Regions from separate parts of the Gossypium hirsutum genome. Here region 1 is linked to region 2. A link is a contact called in public Hi-C data. All regions are on one chromosome and are shown on one strand. Each heading gives the region's core, a stretch centred on a gene start, on an enhancer-like site or on the middle of the called end of the contact. The rest is flanking DNA. Distances are from core to core; before and after follow the strand shown. Region 1 holds the start of LOC107910609. Region 2 holds the start of LOC107888831 (probable LRR receptor-like serine/threonine-protein kinase At1g06840).

The links. A called contact is a pair of places that touch in the nucleus more often than the background predicts.
Region 1: a Hi-C map of petal shows a contact between it and region 2, with 2.2 times the contacts expected there. The contact joins the promoter of LOC107910609 here to the promoter of LOC107888831 in region 2. A contact is called at or near these places in 2 of 34 Hi-C or Micro-C datasets (leaf and petal).

Annotation. Positions count from the first base shown.
Region 1 is chrD02:28,401,929-28,408,570 of Gossypium_hirsutum_v2.1, reverse strand. It overlaps LOC107910609, which reads right to left and starts at 5,222. Exons shown (of 5, transcript XM_016838515.2): 1 at 4,913-5,222; 2 at 4,089-4,340; 3 at 2,798-3,034; 4 at 2,480-2,697. The coding sequence starts at 4,340.
Region 2 is chrD02:28,191,821-28,198,467 of Gossypium_hirsutum_v2.1, reverse strand. It overlaps LOC107888831 (probable LRR receptor-like serine/threonine-protein kinase At1g06840), which reads right to left and starts at 2,256. Exons shown (of 21, transcript XM_041088553.1): 1 at 2,072-2,256; 2 at 1,757-1,874; 3 at 1,316-1,466; 4 at 1,097-1,168; 5 at 945-1,016; 6 at 572-715; 7 at 196-267; 8 at 1-66. The coding sequence starts at 1,856.

The DNA of each region.
Region 1 (6,642 bases), core at 3,973-6,472, 210 kb before region 2:
TATCTTAGACACGTTAGAGATATTCTTAAGCCTCTTAAAATTAAATTAATTTACAGTAAACTTTATTTCCCCCTAATTAGCCCCTTAAATAGAGATTACATAGTTCAAATAAGACGCTTAATAAAGTAATTTAAAGCAAATACTCCAACTAAGGAAAGACTCCTAATGATATACTCCTAATAAGATAATAATAAACTGAACTCCTAATAATAATTAATGAATTGACGTCTAACATTACTCTACTTCTAGAAAAAGAGCTTGTCCGCAAGCTCAAGATTTAATAGCTCATACATTTTTTGGCCCATTATTGAATGCAAGGATATTTCAGTTTCTCTACACTCCGCTTGATTCTGCACAACATCGTTAGAATCTTTTATCTCCATATCTCCAACCAAAATATTTTTTTACATTAGTGTCAGCACGAGTACGGTTTGTCACAATTATAGCAAAAACCCTTGTCTCTTCGTTCTTACATCCATGCACAAGTCAATTTTTTTTTTTAAAAAAAAAAAAAAGGGTTGCACCACTTACACTTGAACTTACTATCGACATCCCATCATGCCCAGAGTTGTTTTTAACAAGAAGAGGGACATGTCACTGCCATATTGGTATCTTTAGTACTCAAGCTCGTCTATTGCCATGGTTCTCTTCTTGTTAGTCGTTCTTGTTAGTTGTTGCTTCTTTCCAAATGCCCGTGCCAAATTAATTGCCTGAACAAGGTTTGGGGGACATCACATCTCCATTTCAAGCCTAAGTAACTGTTTCAGTCTGTTTCAAGTTAACTAGATCACCTAAAAGGTTACTGTGCAATGGTGCCCTGTGCCCTAAAATTCTGATCGTATCATACTTCTTGAAGCCAATCTCCTTTTCCATTTAGCAAAACCACAACTGCACTTCTCCTGTCATGTGAAATGCTGTCAATCCCACTTTATCTACCTTAGTTGTTTTTTGGTTCGAGAAAAACTTCTCACCCCTATGTAGCCAAATCAAGGGATCTTCCGTACCATCAAAGGTTGGAAAATCTAACTTTGCAAATCATAGTACTCCTGACTCACCTGTTGACTCTATCCTGTTCTCTTGCCTATTCTGTCAACTACGAATTTGGTTGACATTGTTGTCTCCTCCGTCAAACCCTTTTAGCTTTCACGATTTTGGTAGGAAGCCATAAATTCTTGTATTTGCAACAACAGTTGTTGCAATAGCATATTTCCCAACTTATCGATGCTTTTAGCCATCGTAACTCTAATTTGCGTCAAATTCCTCTCTGATGTTGGAGTCACCCATAATGTCTAGCTCTGGTGCCAAGTTGTTACAGTTCCAAGTTACGAATTGAATCAGTGAATGATTTGTACGAAAATCATTTGGCTTTGTGGGGTTTTCCCCTTGTTTCTATTTCTTCCAAGCGAATACCCTACGGTGAATGTGTGGAACTCTTCAAAGGAAGTCCTTACCTTAGACTTGTTAGATAGTCTTAAACCTCTTAAAATTGAATTAATTTTCCATAAGCTCATTTCTCCAAAATTTGGCTCTTAAATAGACATTACATAGTTCAAATAAAACACTTACTAAAGTAATTTAAAGCAAATACTCCAACTAAGACTCCTATGATATAAAATGCTCATAAATAAAAGATGAAAACATATGTCGGTCCCTCTGTTATAGAGACCGGATCAAATTAGTCCCTCCATTATTAAATAGATCAATTTAGTCTCTATATTATTAAAAAGAATCAATAAGGTCAAATTTTAATGAAGTTACCATTAACTTTATAAAAAAGTATATGAAAATTATTTTTTTCATTTGCAATTTAACTCCTAACAAAAGGTTCATTTGTAGAACCATAAAAGCTTTTAAAATATTAATTTTGTTAAACAATAAATAATACTTCTTTAAAACAATAAACGTTAACTCTGTTAAAATTCGACCTTATTTTATTCTTTTTAATGATATAGGGACTAATTGATCCATATAATAGTAGAGGGACTAATTTGATTCGATCTCTATAATAAAGGGAACTACCAGATACTTTCACCCATAAATAAAATCTCCTAAGACTTCTCCTAATAAATTATAATCTGATCTCCTAATAAGGATTAAATTAATTGACGCCTAAAAGTTGTGGTATTAAGGTGGTATAGGGTGATGGCAAAACTAGAATAATCAGTATTTGAGGGTGTGTTTTCAAAGTTGCAATGTGCAATCGTAGTTAGTAATAATGTCATAATTTTAAGCGCATCAGCAAATTACAATAAAGCACACCACCTGCTTAACTTAGCACCCTAAAAGGAACAAGTTTTATGTTCACTTGATTGACAATTGCAAGCCCAAATTCTATATTAGAACTCATTTGTAGGTACGAGGAGTCAAGGACAGCAGGCTCATTTCAACAAATTAAGAAATAAATTTCAAGGGCTCCTAAAGAGCTTAAACCTAGAACCAGAGTACTAAAAATTTAACATGAGTTGATCACATTGCATACCTGTAGATATAAATAAAAGCTTCTGGAATCATTCCAGCAATTGATCCACATAAATAGGGCCAAAACTTCATGTTGGTTACCACAACTGCATAGTTGAAAATTGTGTAAGGAAACGGTGAAACTCTAAAGAGAGCGACCACTTTAAATTGATGGAACCAGCTTCCTTCTCCTGCAAGTCGAACCATTGCAGCTGTCTGGGGCCATTTCTTTAACCATTGCTGTCCATCCAAGAGAAGAAAAAATCATAGACAGCAGGAATGAAGATCAAATTTCCAAAATAACTATTTAAAATTAGCTGAAACCAAGTAGAAGTCTTACATGGATACGCTCACGGAAAAGCAGTCCAATCAAATATGGTAGGACCATTCCGATGGTTGTTCCGACCATAATTATGAGGAACCCCAGACCATAGCCAAAAATCATCCCAGCCAACCACATGGAGGGACCCGAAGGTATAAAGAGGACAGGAAACAAGGCAAGAGAAGTAACAAGCACAACTGCAAGAACTGGGCGACCAAAGGCCGTTGCTTCCCATTGCATGATTGGGAAAAGAATCTACAGTTAAATTGAAAATTCATCAAATGCTAAAGTTTCAGTTATCACATGATGAGTACGCTTAAGGATGCAATCTTAAACAGCATCCAAATCATGAAAAATATAATCATATAAAGAGAGTTGTATACATCCAAAACTCCCATGCAAATTAAACTGGCAAATGAAAACCATCATTTCCTCTGAGAAGTATCAATAAATATCCCTTTCTTAGCTTAGTTCATAGTCCATCTAATATTAATTATTGTTTGAAATGTCACAGATGCTGGTCTTTAGTTTCCAACAGATCACTTGACGTTGACTCTTCCAAACAGATTTCATTGCAATGTTCGTAGTGTAGTTCCAAATATTAAAAATTTTAACGCCCAATTAGTTTTGGATATTGTTTTAGAATTTTTCAACTATATTTTAGCTCTAGATATAATTAAGGAAAACAGATAAAAGACATTATTTGAGAAACCTTGTTTTCCGATTTCTAAAATTCTAGACAACTTTAAATTTTCCATAGAAATTGAATTTTAATAAAGGATTTTCACTTTCAAAATACATTGATGACTTATGTACCTCTTTGAATCATATATTGAGAGTGAAAGTGTAGACAAAACTCAGCTGGTTTTTAGAGCTCATTTTTTTGGTTAAAATCTGGCCTTTCGGATAATTATGGTACCACAATTAAGCAACAAAATTTAACTTTTGTCCACTTCAGTTTAGCTAAAATAATTATAGTACTACAGTTACGCAACAAGATTTAACTTGTGTGCACTCAATCACAATGTAGCTTCTTCAATGCAAATTTTAACATGTCTATGACAAAGAATGTTAAAGTTACCAGGTGATCAGATGTGTAAGCAAACGGTAAATTCATTCAATAAGACACCTAGAAAAAACTAACAACCAAGTACATATTTTCATTTTGCAGGAATTAGTCAAACAACTCAAAGACATGAATTACAAACACAAAAACAACGAACAAAAGTTGTGTAATAAGCAAAACTCTAAGAGATAGAGGACATAGAGAGACAGAAAGCGAAGAGAGCTATGGGTAATCAGTAAGTACCTTCTCGAAAAGAAACGGAACTCCCCATTTCAAAAAAACAAGAATCAATATAACAGCAAAAATGCAGAAGATGAAGGCTTTGATCCACCAGCTAAAAGTTTCACTCCTTGTGGGTGGTTGAGGTTGTAAGATGTCCACTCCAGCTGCGGTAGGTTCATTAGAAATAACCAGCCTATCGTATTCACTATCTTCTCTCGGATGATGCCCAGAGTCAGTGTCATGTTTTTCTATTTCCTTAGACAAGTTTGGCATCTGAACCGAAAAGAAGTTGTACTCAGCAACGTGTTCATACACATCAAACCACGCAAACTAGAAATCATGTCTTGAAAACTAATCAATATCATAAAATTAATCCCTGTCGATTGCCAACTAGACATTAAAAACAGAAGAATCGGACATAAAACTAACACTATATCAGAACAGAACAATTAATGCCGCAAAAATAAAAACATAACTGAATATAGGAACATGAAAGAGATACAAGAAGAAAGTATGATTTCAGAATTAATTAGGGCAGAAGGAATGAAACCCAATAACAGCTAAGTAAATATTATAAAGTCATAATCAGCAGCATATCCAACTCCAATTTATAACATATTTTGAAAAGAACTTCAATTTAGTTTTCGGGTAAGAAGTGAAAACCCTAACTCTAATCCATGGAGATGATCTACGTAGCTTAACAAGGATCCAAATTCAGCCTATCAACCCATATATCTTGATTTTTTTATGATTCTGGTAGGTAACTCTCTTTCGCATATACAACTTTTTCCTTCATAAGAATCTAAGGAAAAAGAGAAAAGAATATAAACTTAAGGCTAATTCACCTCTCTCTTCGTCTTTATTGTTAAAGGTTAACAAGTTCCAGTTCCAAAGACGTCGGAGGAGGAGGAGGAGAAGCGACACTCAAGACTAGCTCCTCGGCCGGCGGTAGGTCTGTAGGTGTGACGATCAGGCGGCTGGTCGCAGATTTGTTGGTTTGGCTTTTACTTTGAACGAGAAAGCGTGAAGGTTTGAAATAAGGAATTTTCCAAACACGCCTTTCATAGTGTGTAACAAAAATTCAAAAACTCAACTTTTTCTTTATTCTAAATTTGAAAACCAAAAAATAAATTAAAAAATTCTTTTTTCTCTTCCTTTAGTCCTAAGCTTTTCTCACACATAGAATATATTACCAGAATTTGAATGTCTGCCACGTGGGCTGGTAAATTTTCAAGGAAATCTAACTTATTTAATTTAAATTAAAAAAGAAGTTGATGCTTTAATAATTGTATTATAAGGTATAGTACAAATTTGAAATATATAACTATATGTGATAACTTTCTTACTCTTAATTACAAGAGTTATATCAAATAATTAATTATAAAATTTATATTTTCGTAATTTTATTTAAATTAAAAATCGTTAAACAAAATTTAATATCATCATTTTATAATTATTATAATTTAAAAATAATAATATTAATAAGTGGTTAAAAAAATTGAAATTAAATTTTTTATTAAATATTTACACTAAATTTAAATCCTAAAATCAATATTATTGCTACGAAGGATTAAGATACTTATGGTTATACCAAAAAACATCATACTTTTATTCTAAGCTTTTAGAACAAATCTCAAAGTTCACCAAGCTTCCACCTTGTTAAGCTGTAATTTTATTTAAAAAAATAATTGATAAAGTTCAATTTGACTATTAATCTTTCAAAAAGAGTTTTATGCTATCATGAAATTTTTTGTCTTATATGTCATGCCGGTAAATTAATTTAAAATTTATAAAAATTTTCAAAAAATAAAACATTCAAAAAATTATAATGGGTGAGCTGTCATGTTTAAAAATTTAATGTTTTATCCGGTATTTCTATTAATTTAAAATACCAATGATCAAATTTAACTATTTTTAAAAGGTTAATGGTCAATTTTAACCAAAAAAATCAGTCAAATTGATAAAAGATGTAAATATTAAGAGTTAATTTATCGTTATATTTTCATAATAAAAACTCAAGTTATATTCTTCTAGTACCTTACCTAGGTAGAATTTTTAAGCAATCATAAGATATTATTAGTGTATACTATTATTTAATCTTTTAATTAAAGTATTGTTGGATAAATTAAAAAAATTAAGTATAGAATTCTTTAAGTGATAGATTTACATTATAAAACTGTTTGTTATTGTTAAGCTCGATAATCACCAAGAGAAAGGTGAATTAGTGTTTTAAAAACTATAAAGAAATATGACAAACAAAGAAGACTTAAGAATGTATAGTGGTTCGTCCCCAATTGTCTACCTCCATTACCTAAGTTTACCACAACTAAGGATATTCCAAGTTCACTATATTTGAACCTTTCAAGGACAATGTTTAACATTTACAAAACCCTATCTTTTCACTAAGCAAGATAAAGTCATTTCCTTTCAGATTTTCTACCCAAAAACCTTAAACAATCCCTTACAAAAATGAAAAGTAAGAACAATGATTAAAGACACCTCTCAAAGGAAGAAATTACAATGATAAAACTAACTTAATAGCAATACAACACTTGAAAAGAATAAAAGAAATGGT
Region 2 (6,647 bases), core at 1,007-3,506:
CGCAAATTTGGCAAGTTCGAGAATTCTGGAGGAAGATATCCAGATAAGTTATTATTATCCAAAAGCCTGAAAACAATCAAAATTTTATATCACCAATAACTCACCAGATTACAAAAACAAATAAATAAATATGGATAACAATGCAAAAGAAAATAAAAACGCATATGAATGAGAGCCTATGTTATATGAACTTACAAGTGAAGCAAAGTGAATATCTGAGATAACTCTGGAGGAATTTGGCCTGCAAGGGAGTTGTTGTTGAGGTGGCTGCACATTACAAACCAGCATGTAAAACAAGTAGAAAATTGTTTGTCTCCTACTTAAGCTGTGTAGAAATATACAAGTTAGTTTAGTTAGTTATAAATGAGTTAAACAGCTAAGCTAGTTATGCCTATATATAATATAGCTTAGAGATAATTAACTCAGAATGTATAGAATTCTTTTCTTTGAATTTCTCTCACCTTTGTACAGCTTTATTCATCCATATGGTGAATATTAACAAGGTGAAACACATTTAAATGTTTATGTCCATGTAAAGTAGAAATGGCATTTAGCTTGCAGGTTCACTTACAGGTGTCTCACACTGCTCATGTTGGCAAAGGTTTTCGGTATTTGACCAGAAATGTTGTTCTGATCTAGTTGAAGTCTACTCAGATTTGAGAGGTAGCCAAGTTCATCTGGCAAAGAACCATATAATTTGTTTCCGTTCAAGAGTCTGCATAAAGAATGCCATATAGAAAGTCAAAACTAACAAATATCATGTTTTTCTCTTTATTTTTGGACAACCACTTCATCTTCAAACTCAAAGAGCCTTTCATTTATATATTTTAACAACTTTAAATGGATCTTTGCACCATATAAAATTGATCTTAGGCTGAGAAACTTATTATTACCTCATATTTCTTTATTGAAGAAGAAGAAGGAATAAGAAAAATCCAACTTACAGGAGTCTTAAGGTAGAGATATGTCCTATCTCCTTCGGTATACTACCAGTCAATTCATTCCACATGAAATCTCTTCCACAAACAAAAAGAGAAAAGGAGTTAGCTCTACTGGAAATTATGTATCAAAAACATTTAAGATATAACAAACTCACAGTATTTTGAGGTGAGAAAGTTGGCCAAGTTCAGGCGCTAAAGTTCCAGAGAGATTCATATTTAGTAGCTGACTGCAATAATTATATATAGCAGACAGCATTAAGGACAAGCAGCAAAATTTTCCAGAATCAACAAAATGAAAAACGATTGAAAAGTGGAGCAGCAACCCTATCACAAGTCGATGTAGAGAATGCAAAGAGTGGTAAGAGAAAACGTACAGTTCCTGAACATGCAAATATCCATCCTTCCCAAGATTATGAAAACATAGAATTCCAGTCCAGTTGGATGTGCAAGGATCCCCTTTGTCCCAATTTCTGAGATTGTTCTTTGGATCAACCAATTGCTTCTTCACTGCTAGTAATGCGCTAACTGCAATTATATATAAAAATATTCTGACTTCAACCCATAAAGGAAATTGATAAATAGGGCTTCAAAAAAGCGAAATTTTCACGCCAAAACATGCGTAGATGCAGAAGCAGTATGCATCACCCTTATCCAATAACAATATCCTGAATTCTAAATAAGAAATAAAGTTCATATTACTAATCCAGTCATTTCTATCATTGTTAGATACTTCATCCAGCAAATGGTAAAGATTTAGGTTCAGATTAGTAGTGTTAATTAGAAGTGGAAACGAGAATGATATATGGAATTCAAACCTTCGGAAGGATGGGTAATGGGAGCAGGTGCAGGTGCAGCAAGGAGCAGGAGACAACAACAGCAGAAGCTGAGGGCCAATATGCATCCTCTCCAAATCATCTCCAAGTTGACACACAACTTCAAAAACAAATTTCAATCAAAGTATTGATGAGAAGAGGGAAAGAGGAAAGTGACAAAAAGGAATGGCTGTTGACTGAATCAGCTCATCCATATTTTCAGAAATCAAATCAGTCATCAACGGCTTCCGACGAACATTTACAAGTAGACTTTGGTGGGAATAAAATAAAGTCAACAACTTCGCTTTTTTCTCTTACCTGCTGCTATGCTAATTCCCCTCCGATCAACAATCACAAGTAGAGTTTGGTGGGAATTTGTCAACCTTTGAAAACCAACGCTTTGATTTCGAGTGCCTACAATTTTATTCATGTGCGCATAATGGATACAATAAAAAAATCAATTGAGAAAGTATGACTTATGCCGTCTTTGGAAACTGAAAAGAAAATGCTTTTTCACTTGCTAATTTTTTTTTCTTTTTTTTTTCTTATAGTTTGAACTTATAAGTTTGTATATTTATCTTTTCTCTTGAGATAGACATTATTACCGTTTAAAGGTATATTTGAATTTACAATGGTGTCATAAAGTTGAGTGAGTTACGAATTTCATTTGGCATGTGAGCATGGAGACATCACCCGAAAAGTTGGATCGCATTGCAACTCAAGGTCCCAGTTGACGGTAACTATACGGTCTCTAGTTGAAATGTAACTATAGATTCAATTTTACAAAGGTTGTGCTATCAATGGATGGAGCATAAATGGGGCCCCATTTGACAGTGGTTATGCGGGCACGGCAATGAATTTCTCATGATCAGGGGAGCTTGCTATAAACCACCAAAATAGAACTACGAGGAAGAAAAACGCAGTGGCGTTTTAATATAAACAAGTAATTTGTTTTGTCCATGTCCACAAAATTACTTGATTTTACTAAAGTGCCATTGCGTTTTCCTCCCTCGCACTTCTATTCCGGAGGTATATAGCATCCTCCTTTGATGATGGAAAAAATCATTGTCATGCCAGCATAACCACCATCAACTAGGGCCAAAGTTATGCTCTATCCCTTGGCAGTATAAACTTTGTAAACTTGAAGCCTTAGTTACACTTGAACCTGAGATGATATAATCACCGTCAACTTGGATCTCGAGTTGCATTGCGATCTTGGATTCTTGAGTGATGGCTCCATGCTCATACGGCAGGTGAAATTTGTAGGTCACTCGACTCCACAACATCACCGTGAACCCTAACATAACTTAAAAATAAGATGATGCCTCACTTAAAGCGAAAGAAATAAATCTTTAAACCTGAAAATTTCAATACTCAAAAGTAAGAAAAAATAATTTAAAGATGTGGGTGAGTAGATTTAGCATTAGTGCATTTATATAGGGAATGGGCAAGGTAAAAAGGATAATTTTTTAATCCCGAGAATCTTGACTTGTAATGTATTAAATTTACCCCGAAAATCTCGGGTTGGAGGGTCTTAAATGCACTAGCAATCAAGCATGGTTGGGGGTTGAAACCCCTAGAGACAAAACACCTCTGGCAACAGGCGTTTTTGATTGAAATTATAATGAAAACACTTCCAGCAGGGGCGTTTTCTCTCTACATGTCTAACTAGAAAACGCTTATAGCATGATGCATTTTCACTGCAAGTCTGACATGCCAATGGAAAATGCCTCCTGCAGAGGGTGTTTTCTCTCTAGGGTTTTCATCAACCCGGGATGAAATTCACGATTCTTGAAAAACGCACCTACGGGGGAGCATTTCCACCCCACAAATTTCATGTTCGTCTATGTAAAAGCTTTATAGAAAGAGTGTAATACAAACATTTAGTTTTCCATACCAAAAATTGAAGCAAGTTGTTAAAGGATACTTGGCATTAGCAATCAACATTGTCGTGCAAGCTTGAATTTCATTCCTACGTTGTTGTTGAAGCAAAGGTAATTCGTCAAGTTACGTGTAGGTTTATGGTTTTGGATGATGATAACTATATTTTTTACTATTTCCTCGATTTTAAACATGTGGGTTAAACTATTTTGTCAAAGATGAGCAGACGAGTTAGAGTTGTTATCCATTACAATGGTTAAATTCGTGAGATCGAAATTGGCCTCGTTTTTGTATCAGCGCAATCCAAAGATTTGGCATTCAACTGTGGCCTAACATTGAAAGAGCTTCAGACAAAAATTAGGCACAAAGTGGGCATTCAGAGAAGAATTTCGAGCCTCAAATGTAGATAACTCTTGTTATATGACCCCATTAGATATGTCATCTTTGAGATCAAGAGGGACAACGATTTGGAATAGGTGACCAAATCCCATTGTTCTAGTAAGAATTTTGTACTAGAGTTATATGTTGACTTCGTCGAAGAGGACGAATGTGGCCTAAACTTGATAGCACTGTGTCCACCAAATTCTACACCAGATCAAGAAATTGAAAGTCTTACCACACGGCTGTGCGGTGGATTCACATCATTGCTGCAAAGCTCATACCAAGACTAGTAGTAATCATCATCAATGGAGAGGCATTTATCGGTTTTGCTCATCGATGCCAATTTTAGGGGACAGTCAGGTTTATTTGGTCACCGGGCCTACGACATATCCGCACTAGATTCTGTTAGTGCGTTTGATTTTAACTTTGATACACTGATGTTCAACACTAGTAACACTCACACAGGTACGTCATTAAGCTACTGGGTGGGCCAAACAAAAGTGATTTTGAGGTTGACATCAACTTTATAAGAATGGATGGTCTACTCCTGACAACCTCAACCGGCGAGGGCACATCCCGCCTTGGATTTGTAGACAGGGTTGATAACGAAGAGGTAGAAAATTATTGCGTGACAGATAATGACATGGTAGAGGAGGCCATACCGGATGGTGCAAAAATTGCAGTGATTTCAAAATCGAATCCCATTCCTACTGAACTGAAAGATGGTGGACATCGCTCAATGGGATGACCCGGGTTTCACAGTGTATAAATCCCCACCCCACATGCATACGGTCGATATTGTTGTTGGCGATGGTTTTAGAATTCTCAGACTTCCCTTATAGAAGACCAGGGTATGCGACTTCATCTCTACATTTCAACCATTTAGAGGTTGGGATGGAGTTTGACTTCAAAGATGCTTTTGTGGCCATAGTCAAGCGGTACAACATACAGCTCGCAATCAAACAGTGCCAGGAATAAATGAACCATACTGGCCGAGAGGTTGCACGACAATCGAGTCTTTGTGTGCATGTGGAGTAGATGTCGATCCTTCTGCGACATTTCCTCCTGACCTAGTATTGATGGGCCCTCGTCTTGTCCTCCTACAGCGATGTTGCCTACTCCTTTTTGAAACCGACAGTAGATACGGCTTCTCATGTTGCCTGAACCAATCCATGTAATCCAAAGATGTCGCTAACTCCAACGTGAGAAACAATTCACGCGTTGGCAATTAAACATACTTGTGCCAAAATTCGATATACTTCTTGTAGAATGTTGTCCAATCTTCTTCAAGTCTCCCCCGTATGTTGATCTTGCGCAGGTCATCGAGCTCCTGAGGTTGCGGCGGAATATGTTGTGTACACCAGATTTGCCGCATCACCTGGTCAGATTTGTGCATCACGACTATTGCAAAAACGATTAATGACACTTTCACGTGCTAGATGTTGCAGTTGGCTAAAAATTCGTCTGAGATGCATTCTTGAATCCTTGTATTCGCGTATGGCATCCATACAAACTGTAGTACGAATTTATAAATTTCAACATGTGCCTAATATTTAATTTCAAATGCTGGAATAAAAAATCGATAATTTTGAAATTCATAAGCTAACTTCCTCTTCTATTTGTTGATCTAAAGCTAATTGAATGTCTTTAAGCTCGGTCGGTATATTGCTGTGTCTCGCGGGATTGTTCCACCTATTTAAAAAATATGTTATTTCAAAATCACAACAATGAAAATTCCAATATGGTAAAAATATTATCAAATAAATTTTACCATGTTACGAGTGGGAATACATAAGGGACTTGCACTCGAGGGCGTAAAAATGGTAGTCGATACCATGCCCACGATTGAAAAAGGAGCATGCAACTGCTTATTTTAGCTTTTTTCGATATCGTCGCTTAATACATTTCTCGATACAATATCGCCAGCACCACCGATCCCCAATTAAGTTGTCCTACTTCTTTCAAGTCGGCCTGTAGTAGTAGAAACCTTAAATGAACCAAATTGTGAGATTTATCTGGCATTAGCAGACCCCCAATCAACCTCAAGATGAATGCGTGCGTGAATTGTTCCTTTTCAACGTCGCTCGTTGAAGTCTCGATAGTTTGGAAGTTGTCCTCCAACCATCTTATCTCGATCTGGCTACCCCTAAACCTGTTCGACACCTTCCCTAATAGTTGGTCGCATGTTGCACTCCAATCGGCACTAACAACTAGCCTTGTAATGACATCCCCGTCGACCGGTAGACCGAGTTGTAAACTGATGTCCTCGAGTATAATTGTACACTGATCGCATGAAAGATGGAACGTGTGGGCCTCCAGTCTCCATCTCTTGACTAAAGCACTGATGAGTGGGGGATCCAATTTAGTCCTCCCGAGAATATGAGCCGCGTATAAAAAGCCTGCATATCGCAAGTGTCCATGAATGACCTCTAGTGCACCTTCGTTTAAGTTGTTTATGCATTTCTCCAAAATTCGATCTTCGGGCTGAGTATATAAACATAAAAAATTACTAATATAAACAACATAATAATTAACTATTTAAAATTAAATCATTAAATAATTTTTCTTAACATCATAATAATTACCTAATTAATATTAAATAATTAAATAATATTTTATTACCATTTGTAAT